2 separate regions of the Hordeum vulgare genome follow, and region 1 is linked to region 2. The links are chromatin contacts, called in public Hi-C maps. All regions are on one chromosome and are shown on one strand. The core of a region is the stretch at or near the end of the contact, and the rest is flanking DNA. Distances in the headings are between cores, read along the strand shown. Region 1 holds the start of LOC123439660 (nodulin-related protein 1-like). Region 2 holds the start of LOC123439658 (G-type lectin S-receptor-like serine/threonine-protein kinase At2g19130).

The links. Hi-C and Micro-C count contacts between places; a contact is called where the count stands out from the background.
Region 1: a contact with region 2 is called in a Hi-C map of seedling, with 4 times the contacts expected there. The contact joins the promoter of LOC123439660 here to the promoter of LOC123439658 in region 2. A contact is called at or near these places in 1 of 6 Hi-C or Micro-C datasets (seedling) and 1 of 1 datasets of contacts at active chromatin or transcription factors (embryo).

Annotation. Positions count from the first base shown.
Region 1 is chr3H:122,914,085-122,919,064 of MorexV3_pseudomolecules_assembly, forward strand. It overlaps LOC123439660 (nodulin-related protein 1-like), which reads right to left and starts at 1,693. Exons shown (of 1, transcript XM_045116351.1): 1 at 1,028-1,693. The coding sequence starts at 1,614. The coding sequence ends at 1,141.
Region 2 is chr3H:122,531,286-122,536,037 of MorexV3_pseudomolecules_assembly, forward strand. LOC123439658 (G-type lectin S-receptor-like serine/threonine-protein kinase At2g19130) reads right to left here and starts at 3,081. Exons shown (of 2, transcript XM_045116350.1): 1 at 648-3,081; 2 at 44-564. The coding sequence starts at 2,837. The coding sequence ends at 526.

The DNA of each region.
Region 1 (4,980 bases), core at 443-2,942, 380 kb after region 2:
AGCCAAACAGCCCTTGGTGACGCCATGGATTGACACTTACTACAGCCTGATTGTGTGTTTGTGTTTGTTTTTTTGTTTTGTGGTGACTGACGGGACTGGACTAGCGCTGCATGGCTCGCTACTTAGCTAGCTTTTGACCGTCAACCATCGCTGCCAACGAGCGAGATGTTGCCACTGTCATAATACACTAGCTAGCTAGCCAGGCCCGGCTGTCAGAGTCACCATCTCTGGCATGCATGCTTACCGAGGCGGCAGGCAGTTTCTCAACCGGGCACCGCTTGGCGGGGAGCCGCATTCCCCTGTGCGACTGCGGCGCCCAGTCCCTCCCTACCCGTGACCATGCATGCACGAGCACACGACGCCCACCTGTCCGGGAGAAGGAACGATGTATGGCGTTTGCTGCAAGGACAACATCAGTGAGCGTGGCGTTTTTGCGTGAATGACATCCGAGCTAGATCGACGTTTAAATGTGGAATAGAAACATCAAGCTAGACCGACGTTTCTACGTGCAGCAGCAACATCACGGGCTGTGACGTTTTTTAAAAGGGTCAAATCGTAAAATACTTTCAGTTTATGATAAAGACTGTTGAAAAGGTCAAAACAGTGCAAAAACCCTCCATGTTCCTTGGTAGTCATAGGCATGGCCCAAATAATATAGGGTCATACCCCTAAAATAACATGATATAGGGCCAGATGCAATAATTGATAATGGAAACACCGGTCTTTATGTCGCAACTTATACTCCCTCCATTTCTAAATATATATATTTTTTTAAATTCCATTAAAAAACCAAATACGAAGCAAAATGAATGAATTTATATTTTAAAATATGTTTATATACATCCGTATATAGTCTTTTAGTGAAACGTCTAAAAAAACTTATATTTAAAAAGGGAGGGAGTAGATTACAACCGAGATCCTGCAAGCAGGATGCCTCTAGCTAGCACAACCGGATTATTGATCATCATACAGACATCCATAACTTAAGAAACTTTACAGAACCAAATATCAGCAGCTAATAATATAATTAAGCGCAACCACGACGTTATTATTTTATACAGTAATAAAATACAAAAAAGGAACGCAGCGCACGAACTTAGCAAGAGCTACATGCATGTAGTAGAAGCAGAAACCCGACTTCTACTTCATGAACCCCTGAGCCATCTTCATGAAGCCGCCGCCGCCGCTCTCCTTCTCCTCCCCGTCACCCTTCTTCCCTGATAGCGATGCAGCCCCCTTCATGACGTCGTCGAGACCGAACCCGTCGGACGATTTCTCTTCCTCCACGGCGGGTGCAGGTGCAGGCGCAGGCGCTGGCTCCTTGGGTGCATCCGGCTTCGGTGCGTCAGCGGCAGCAGGTGCATCAGTCTTCTCTGCACCGCCGGAGCTGTACTGTTTCAGGTACTCCTCGGCCTTCTCGAGGTACTGGCCCACCGGCTTGTCCTCTAGCTTGCCGTACTTGGCGGCGGAGTCCAGGATATCGGCGGAGGCGGCGGCTACCTTTTCCTTGTCGATGCCCTCGACGCTCTTCTTCTCGTAGGCTGTCCTGGCGGCCTCCGCGACCAGCTTGCTGCTGGACATCAGGTCCCCGGACGAGTTCTTCTCACCCTCCATTCAAGCTTAGGTGCTGGTAGCAACAATCTTTTGTCGCTTAAGAGTGGTGAGGCTAGTAGCAGAGGGAGTGAAGAGGATAGATGGTAGGGGTTCGATTTTATAGGTGGAGGAAGGTGTGGATGGGATCGGCGACAAGAGGGAAAGCTACTTGTGTGGTTGAGTTTGGTAGTGGAGAAGAAAATATCTTCGGATATAATAAGACAGACAGGGGAAGAGAAAATTGTAATGTAAAATAGTAGCACACTTCAATCTCTATTTGAGTGTTGTAGAAAAATAGAAGTTTTTGTATTAGACAGACTAACCTTGTTCAGTTTTTTTGTGTAGGATAACAATCATTTTTGTGTAGGATAAGAATGAACGTAGTCTTTCTAATCCATGGTTATTACTAAGAGCTTTGAGTGGATACAAATTATTTTAAAATCGTTTAGTGTAAAGTGCTGCCTGAGAATTCCTATGAAACTTACTTCTACTAATCAGACGAATAACACAGAAAAATTTCTTATGATTTTGATCCTCCAAATTTCTATAACAATCCTTCGTAAAGGTACTTGAACTAAGAGCAGGCTGACAGTGTTAATGTCTATCTGTCCCTTTTTTTTAGTGCTTGACCGTGAAGAACCGCAGTCACGAAATGAACTTTGTTCGCACAAATCTCAGCGGGTTACCTCTTTAAGATAAAGTGGCAGATATGGAATCAGCTAAAGCTCTTGTGGTCACAATCGCAAGTGGATTTATGCAAAAAAGAAAAATGAAAGAAAGCACTAGCCAATAACGTGGAGATACGTGTCCTTCCTCTGAATGTGATAATTACCTGCTGAACAGGGAACCCCAGATGTCGACTGTCGGCAATGGCAGCACCGACGCTTGCTAACGGCTGAAACGGGTGACACGTATTCTGGGTACCCCCGCCACGGAAAATGTCGTATAAGTGTATCAGGTGTCACTCTTACTTCCAAATTATAAAAATTCAAATTAAAATATTCAGAAAATAATCGCGAATGTTCACCACACATGTGTACGCAGCTCTTCAGAAATACAGATCCAAACTCAAAGCATAGGGTTGTGGACAAATGTCTAGTGAACACAAATAATTTATTTTCAGATTTTTGAAACATCTATTCAGAAAAATTATAACGGTAGGTCCGAACAAATAAAGGAAGAACACTCGAGGCATCTTCAAGTAGACCCTCAAAACGCCCACATACGTTTGAACCGTGTAGTTTGCCATTCAACACACATGCATTTGTGCGTGGATGCGTTCGTTTGTCTAATTTTTTGTAAACCGATCACAAAATTGGGGAGCTTTGTGGTATTCTGAACCGCAATGACGTGGGACTCCGACACCCCCGATCCACTCGAATTCTCATCTCGGGTCACTTTTCTTTCACTCGACCCCAACTCCCTCTTGCAGTGCATCCTCATCCTCCTCCTCCTCCGGCATCGTCTTTGTACTTCTCCGGCTGTCGCCCAGGCATTGCGAGACGTGTGCATCCCCACCCACGCGCAAATAGACACATATTTTTTGTTTTTTGCTTGTTTGAGTCGTTCGAGCGGACAAATGTGTTCGATTGTGGCCTTGGGCCATCGGGGCGCCCAAATGTGGCCAAAGCATTTGGCCGACGCCACAACTTACAAACAACTCAATAGGCATAAATTTTTTAAAATAAAACATGCATATTGGAATGCTGGTCGAAGCCCACTTAATAATTAATTAAAACAAAAAATATTTAAACTAAAAATACCACTCTCATGCGCTCGGTGCCCCAGCCCGCAGCCCTAGGCATCATCGTCGTCATGCTTGCCCTCCATGGTTAGGTCGACGTACTCAGCAACGCCGCCCATGGGAAAGCATGCTGGTAGGCTGCCAGTGTCGTTTGCTGACGCGGTGGCGGTGGCGGCGTTGCGTGACACTGCATCTTTTCCTCCTGCGCGCGCCGCTCGGCCTCCTCCTTGCACAATGATTGCATCGGATGCTCCAAGTCTGCCCAATTTGATACCACCGCGCGGCCCTCCCACTGCGCAAGGTACTATCGCTCCCCATCCTCCATCACGCATAGCCAAACTGGCGACCTAGAGATATACCTGGGCACAACGCCCACCCATTGATACGTCTCGAGCATGGGCGCGGGTGCGGACGATGGCGGTGGTGATGAAGGTCGTAGTGGATAGACGTTCTCACCGGCCACCGAATGCTGCAACGCCTCCTTGAGGCTAGGTCACCGAGCATCCTTCACACACTTGGACTCCTCGATGGCGCGCTGGATCGCCTCCTCCAGTGCCGCTTGGTAGGCCACCTCTTTGTCGTCCTCCTTCTCCATCGACGATGGCGATGGGGGCGATCGTCGATCTAGACGACGCCACGACGGCTCATGGCGTGCTCAACCGTGAATTAGATGTCCCAATTCAGGGAGTCGAGCATGTATGCAGGGTCGCGGTGTTGCTCCGGCACGATAAGAGCATGGAGGTTGCAGATCTCTACTGCACGTACATGCCCAGACTGCAGCACGACCGTCACCGGAATCTAATGGCTGTCGAGATGCCAACTGTGTAGAAGGTTGATGTTCAGCCATGACAATTGGACACAGTACTCCCATTGGTACTAAGCACAATGCACCGAAATGTAGAGTCGGTAGCATGGTCATCGCCCCCATCCCGACGCCAGCGTTAAATTGGCCGGGCTACGTGAAGATCGAGCCTCATGGTCATGCTTGTGGATGACGAAGCCCATGGCGACGACAGAGGCTAGGGTTTGTGTCGGCCAGAAAGGGAGCACGCATGGCCATTTAAAAGAACGTGGACTGGATTCTTCGTGTCGGTGACAAGCGGGCCTAAGATGGTTGGTTTGCATTCACAATGATTGGGCATTGGTTGGTAGTCCAACATGCGAGTTAGAACGGACACAAAGATGACATGTGTTCTCTTTGTGGATGCAAATCGGCCGCAAATTTGATCCTGATATTTGTCGAGACGGTCATTGAGCGGACCACATTTGTGGATGCGTCAACATGTTGAGACGTCGCTTCTGTCCATTTCGGCATATACGGACATGTGCAGATCAAATGCATCAGCGCGTTGGAGTTGGCTTGAATGTTGGTTGTCTGGTTCTATGTTTTGAAATGCTTTCGTGTCTCAAAGATGATCTCCGTTAGACCCTATATATTCCCTTTATTTATCCACGTGGACACTCTGGATAACCCAACATTTATAAATCCTTTACTCAAGTTGAGACTTCTCGACCTCGTCCAAGTTAACCCTTCAAATCGAGCCTAAATGTTCACGATCGTTCAACGCCCCTCAAATTCAGCTCATATCTGTAGCTGATTTGGGCGGCTCACACATGCGCAGACACGTCCACCATGTTACGAA
Region 2 (4,752 bases), core at 1,831-4,330:
TTTTTTGGCTACAACTTTTTTGTTGCAACCGTTGAAAAAATTGTTGCATCATGAACAAAATTTATTGCATCGAAAAAAAATTGTTGCATGGGATCTAACGACGCGGCCCGCGTTCAGCTGGCCGATCGGGCGGCGCAGAGCGTTGCCCCATAGAAAATCAAGCAAAACTTGCCTAAATTAATGCAACTACAAAACGGACGCTGAACCATACCTGTGGGGGGAGATGTGTGTGGGAGATGTAAACTACCGTGGGCGTTATCTTTTTTTTCTCTCTAGCAGAGGGCTTGTAGTCTGGAATTGGAAACAGACCTGAACACAGATTCGGATTCAACAAATCTGGAATTGGAATTCTCTAGGAACCTCCTTCAAGAACCAGAATATACATCACTTTCATCACCCTCCATAAGGTCATGCAGCGAAGTTGGTTCATCACCCTCCATAAGGTCCTGAAGCGAAGTTGGTATTGGAGGCATATCAATGTCCACGACACCTTCCAACATGCGAACAATTTGCCCCATTGATGGCCTATCGTCCTCCTGATCCTGGATGCACCAGCAGGCGACCCTACAGAGGACATCCAGCTCCCTCACGTTAGCATCGCCTTCCAGCCTAGCATCCAGCAGGCACATAACCTCCCCTTCGTTCACCTGAGCAGCCGCGTAGAGAGGAAAATACCGATGGCTCCCAAACTGCATCATCTTGGTGCTCCTTCTCCCCGAGATGATCTCGAATAGCACAATGCCGAAGCTGTACACGTCGGCCTTCTTGGTGATGGGCAGCCCGGATAGCCACTCTGGTGCGAGGTATCCCATGGTTCCTCGCATGGTGGTCAGCGCGGAGTTGAATTCTCGTCCAAGCAGCTTCGCCATGCCGAAATCGGCAATCTTAGGGCAGAATTCCGCATCGAGCAGTATGTTCTCAGGTTTGATGTCGCAGTGTATGATGCAGTCCTTGCACTCTTCGTGTAGATAGGCCAGACCCTTGGCGATGCCTAGTGCAATTTGGTACCGAACATTCCAACTCAATGGGCCAGATTTCTCTGGAAAGAGATGAGTGTCCAAGGAGCCATTTGGCATGTACTCATAGACCAGCAACCTTCTGTCCCCCTTGACACAGAATCCCAATAGACGGACCAGCTTATTATGTTGGATCGCTCCAACTGTCTGCACCTCTGTTCTGAATTGCTTCTCTGCTTCCCCGAGGACTTTGAGATTCTTCACAGCGATGTCTGTTGATCCCGGCAGTGTTCCCCTGAAAACACTTCCGAATCCCCCCTGCCCGATTTTATCAGAGAAATTCATCGTCGCTTTCTTGATCTGTGCATAAGTGTAGGCCACAAGAGGGCCTTCTACTTCAAACTTCCTGGCGGCAAATGAATTCCTCCTGAATCTCCATAGCAGCACCGATATTATCAGTATCAAAGAAGCAAAGCATATCAATCCAGTGACCAGTAATGCAATTCCTCTTGTTTGTAAGCCATTCTTGTTCCTCAGCTTGGTGCCCAATCGGAGGTAGATCTTGCTGTACGGCGGCCTAGAAGCCAAGCTCAGATTATACAGTTTGTGGTACCAGAGCTTGCATCCATGGCCATACGAGTAGGCGATGCAGTAGCATTTGCTCCGGCAAGCCGCTCTGCAGACTTCATCGGTTCCGGCCATCTCTCCCTGGGCGTTGTAAGGAAGCCCTTGCAGCTTGTCCAATGGGGCGAAGGTGTCACCGTGCTCTGTCTGGCCGTCGGACTCGCAGCTCAGTGGGACAGACCTCGAGCAGCCGGTGACGAAGTACCCAAGCCCCCACTCAATCGGGAACGACGGCGTGAACCCGTCGACGCAGCCGCACTTCCCGCTGCTCGTGCAGGCGCCGAAGTCGCCGCAGAAGAACCCGCCGGATTTGCAATCGGGAGGGAAGGACCAGCGAGCGGCCCAACCGCCGGTGCCGTTTGCGTCGGGATCCGGCTCCGAGTACCGCATTAGGCTGACTTGCCCCAGATGGAACTGCAAGAACTCGGTACTGTTTGGGCCCTCCCTGTGACTCAGCCGCAGCGAGCTGCCATTGTCTTGAGAGGACACCATCCAGTCCGGGAAGGTACCGAGGTTGGCGTGCCCGTCGGTGGTCAGCACGAACCCGTTCCTGCGCGTCACGTCGACGCTGAGGCTGCCGTTGTGCGAGAAGCTCTTGAACGTCAGCGAGACGTTCTTCCCGGTGTCTTTGTCGAGCCCGAGCCTAGCTCCGGGGAGCAGCGCGTCGCCGGGGTAGTCGAAGCTCTGCCACAGGACCAGGGAGGAGTTCCTCTGGTCCCTCACCACCAGGTTGCCGTTGTCGAGGAGGACCGCCACGGCGGCGGACGACACATTGCCGCCCGGCGACGGCGTCCACCAGAGGCTGGCTCCATTCTGCTTGATGTAGAGACTGCCGCCGAAGATCTCCAGTGACGCGCCGGGCAGGTCGGTGATGACGACCCTGTTCCCGAGCCAGAAGGTAGGGCTGTGGCCCATGTTTCTGAGCCGGACACCCAAGAAGTAGTGGATGCCGGGGCCTGGGGAAAAGAAGCCCAGCTCGAAGCTGCCGGTCTTAGAGACCAGGGTCTCGTTACCGGAGATGCCCTCGCCGGGGAGGATGGTGTCCGTGGTGGCAGACGCGGCCAAGAGGGCGCCGTCAATGAGCAGGAGGAAGAGAAATACCAGCGGCGCCCGTTTGGCTGGGGAGAGGCCGGGGCTGAGCGAACGCGCTGCGCAGCCGCCACTGGTGTGCATAACCTTCAGAGGAACGAAGTGGGAACTTCCCCCAATCCTCCAGCCCGACCAGTGGCGACGGTGAACGCCCGTCGCCGCCGCCATTGGCGCGCCGCGGGCTCGTCTTGCTCTCAAGCTTTACTCCAGTTCAGCAAGCTTCAGAAATTCAGAGCTACTAGTTTGCAGTTCAGGTTGGCTCATTCGTTTGCGGTGAAAATATCACCTCCGTCCTGCACTCGGCCATGTCACGTTTAATCACTTCCCTTCACAGAATCACAGTTCAGCTTTTGTCTTTTTTGTTTGTGTGTGCGCCCGCTGTAGTGGACGGTGAAATTATGTGGAAATCGGCTTATCTTTCTTGTTATAACTAGATCTGGCCAAACGAGCCATATAAATCCGGCCGGCCCGACAGACATGCCTGGCACGACACGGGCCCGGTCCAACACGGCCTAATCGTATTTGGGCCCAGCACGAAGCACACTTCGGGTTGTGTTTGGATCTGAAAGGATGGACACGCGGCACGGCACAGTCTGTTTATTTTTTTTATACATTTTTAGATTTTTTAGTATATATATATACATAACATATGATTCAATAGGCTCAAAAATAAGCCCATGAGGTTAAAAATATGTGGCCCAGCGTGCTAATCGGGTCATCATGTCGGCCCATTTAATAACCGGGCCGTGCCTGGGCTTGAAGGCGCAGCCCACGGGCCGGCACGGCACGGCCCGACTAATAAACGTGCCTGGGCGGGTCGTGCCGTGCCAGGCCCGATTACAACGGGTCGTGTCGGGTCGTGTCGTGTCGGTCCGTTTGGCCAGGTATGGTTATAACTGACATGATATAGTTCTTGACAAGTTTGAATTGCAGCCGCATTGCGAAAGCCTTTGACAGTCTCGTGGTCTTTTCTGTTTAACGGATACGCCCCGGTCCGCCGATTGAAATTTTGGTCGGTCGCATCGTAGCCAACCGATTCACCTTGCGTGCATCGTTGGATTTGGTCCTTCCTTCCATGGCATTTTCTTTCCCACGCGGCTCAAGAGAAAAGATACGCACCCGCCATTGCGTAGCACCGTCCCACGACGCGGTCATTATGGGTGTGTTTGGTAGCCTGCACCAAGGGCGCATGAGGGCAACAGTTTCCTTCTCAACCCACTTTTGTCTGTTTGATAGGGTGGATGAGCACTACTCAACATGGTTCATGTGATGCAAAAAGGCCCCGTAGCATGGCTCCCGAGCGAACGGAAGATCACGTGTTCGTTGCTCAGCGTGGCTCCTGAGGCCCATCACATCTGTTCCCTCCTCGACCCACCACGCCCGAATGACCTCTCCACCCCCTCGAAAAACTGACCTAATCCAGCCTCTCGTCCCTCTCCCTGCTCCCGCGACGCACCGCCACACCTGTTCCAGCGACGCGTTCCCGCCCTGCTCGCCCTCTCGTTGTCCGCCTCGCCTTTTCCCGCGATGCGCCTCCATCCTGCTCGCCCCCGGCCGCCGCCTCTCCTGCTCTGCCCCGGTCGCGCAGCCTCCCCTGCTCTCCCCCGGTCGCGCCGCCTCCCCTGCTCTCCCCTGCTCTTATCATCGGTAGTACCGCTCCTAGGAGTGGTAGTACTGCTCTGTCTCGTGTAGAGGGGGTGGGTAACGGGCAGATTTTTTCCCCCACTATACAAAGGGTTTCTTCTTCCCTGAGAACCCTACCTTTTGCCCCCAAAGCTCCATTGTTGCTCCAAGCTCCATTTTAGCCCGATCTCTCTCCCTATCCAACAAAACTTGTTGATATTCTAGGGTTTGGTTGAGAGGGCCTTGATCTACACTTCCACCAAGAGAAATTTGATTCCCCCACCTAATCCCTCACGGATCTTGTTACTCTTGGGTGTTTGAGCACCATAGACGGTTGAGGTCACCTCGAAGCCATATTCCATTGTGGCGAAGCTTCGTGGTCTTGTTGGGAGCCTCCAATTAAGTTGTGGAGATTTTCCTAACCTTGTTTGTAAAGGTTTGACCGCCGTCTTCAAGGCAC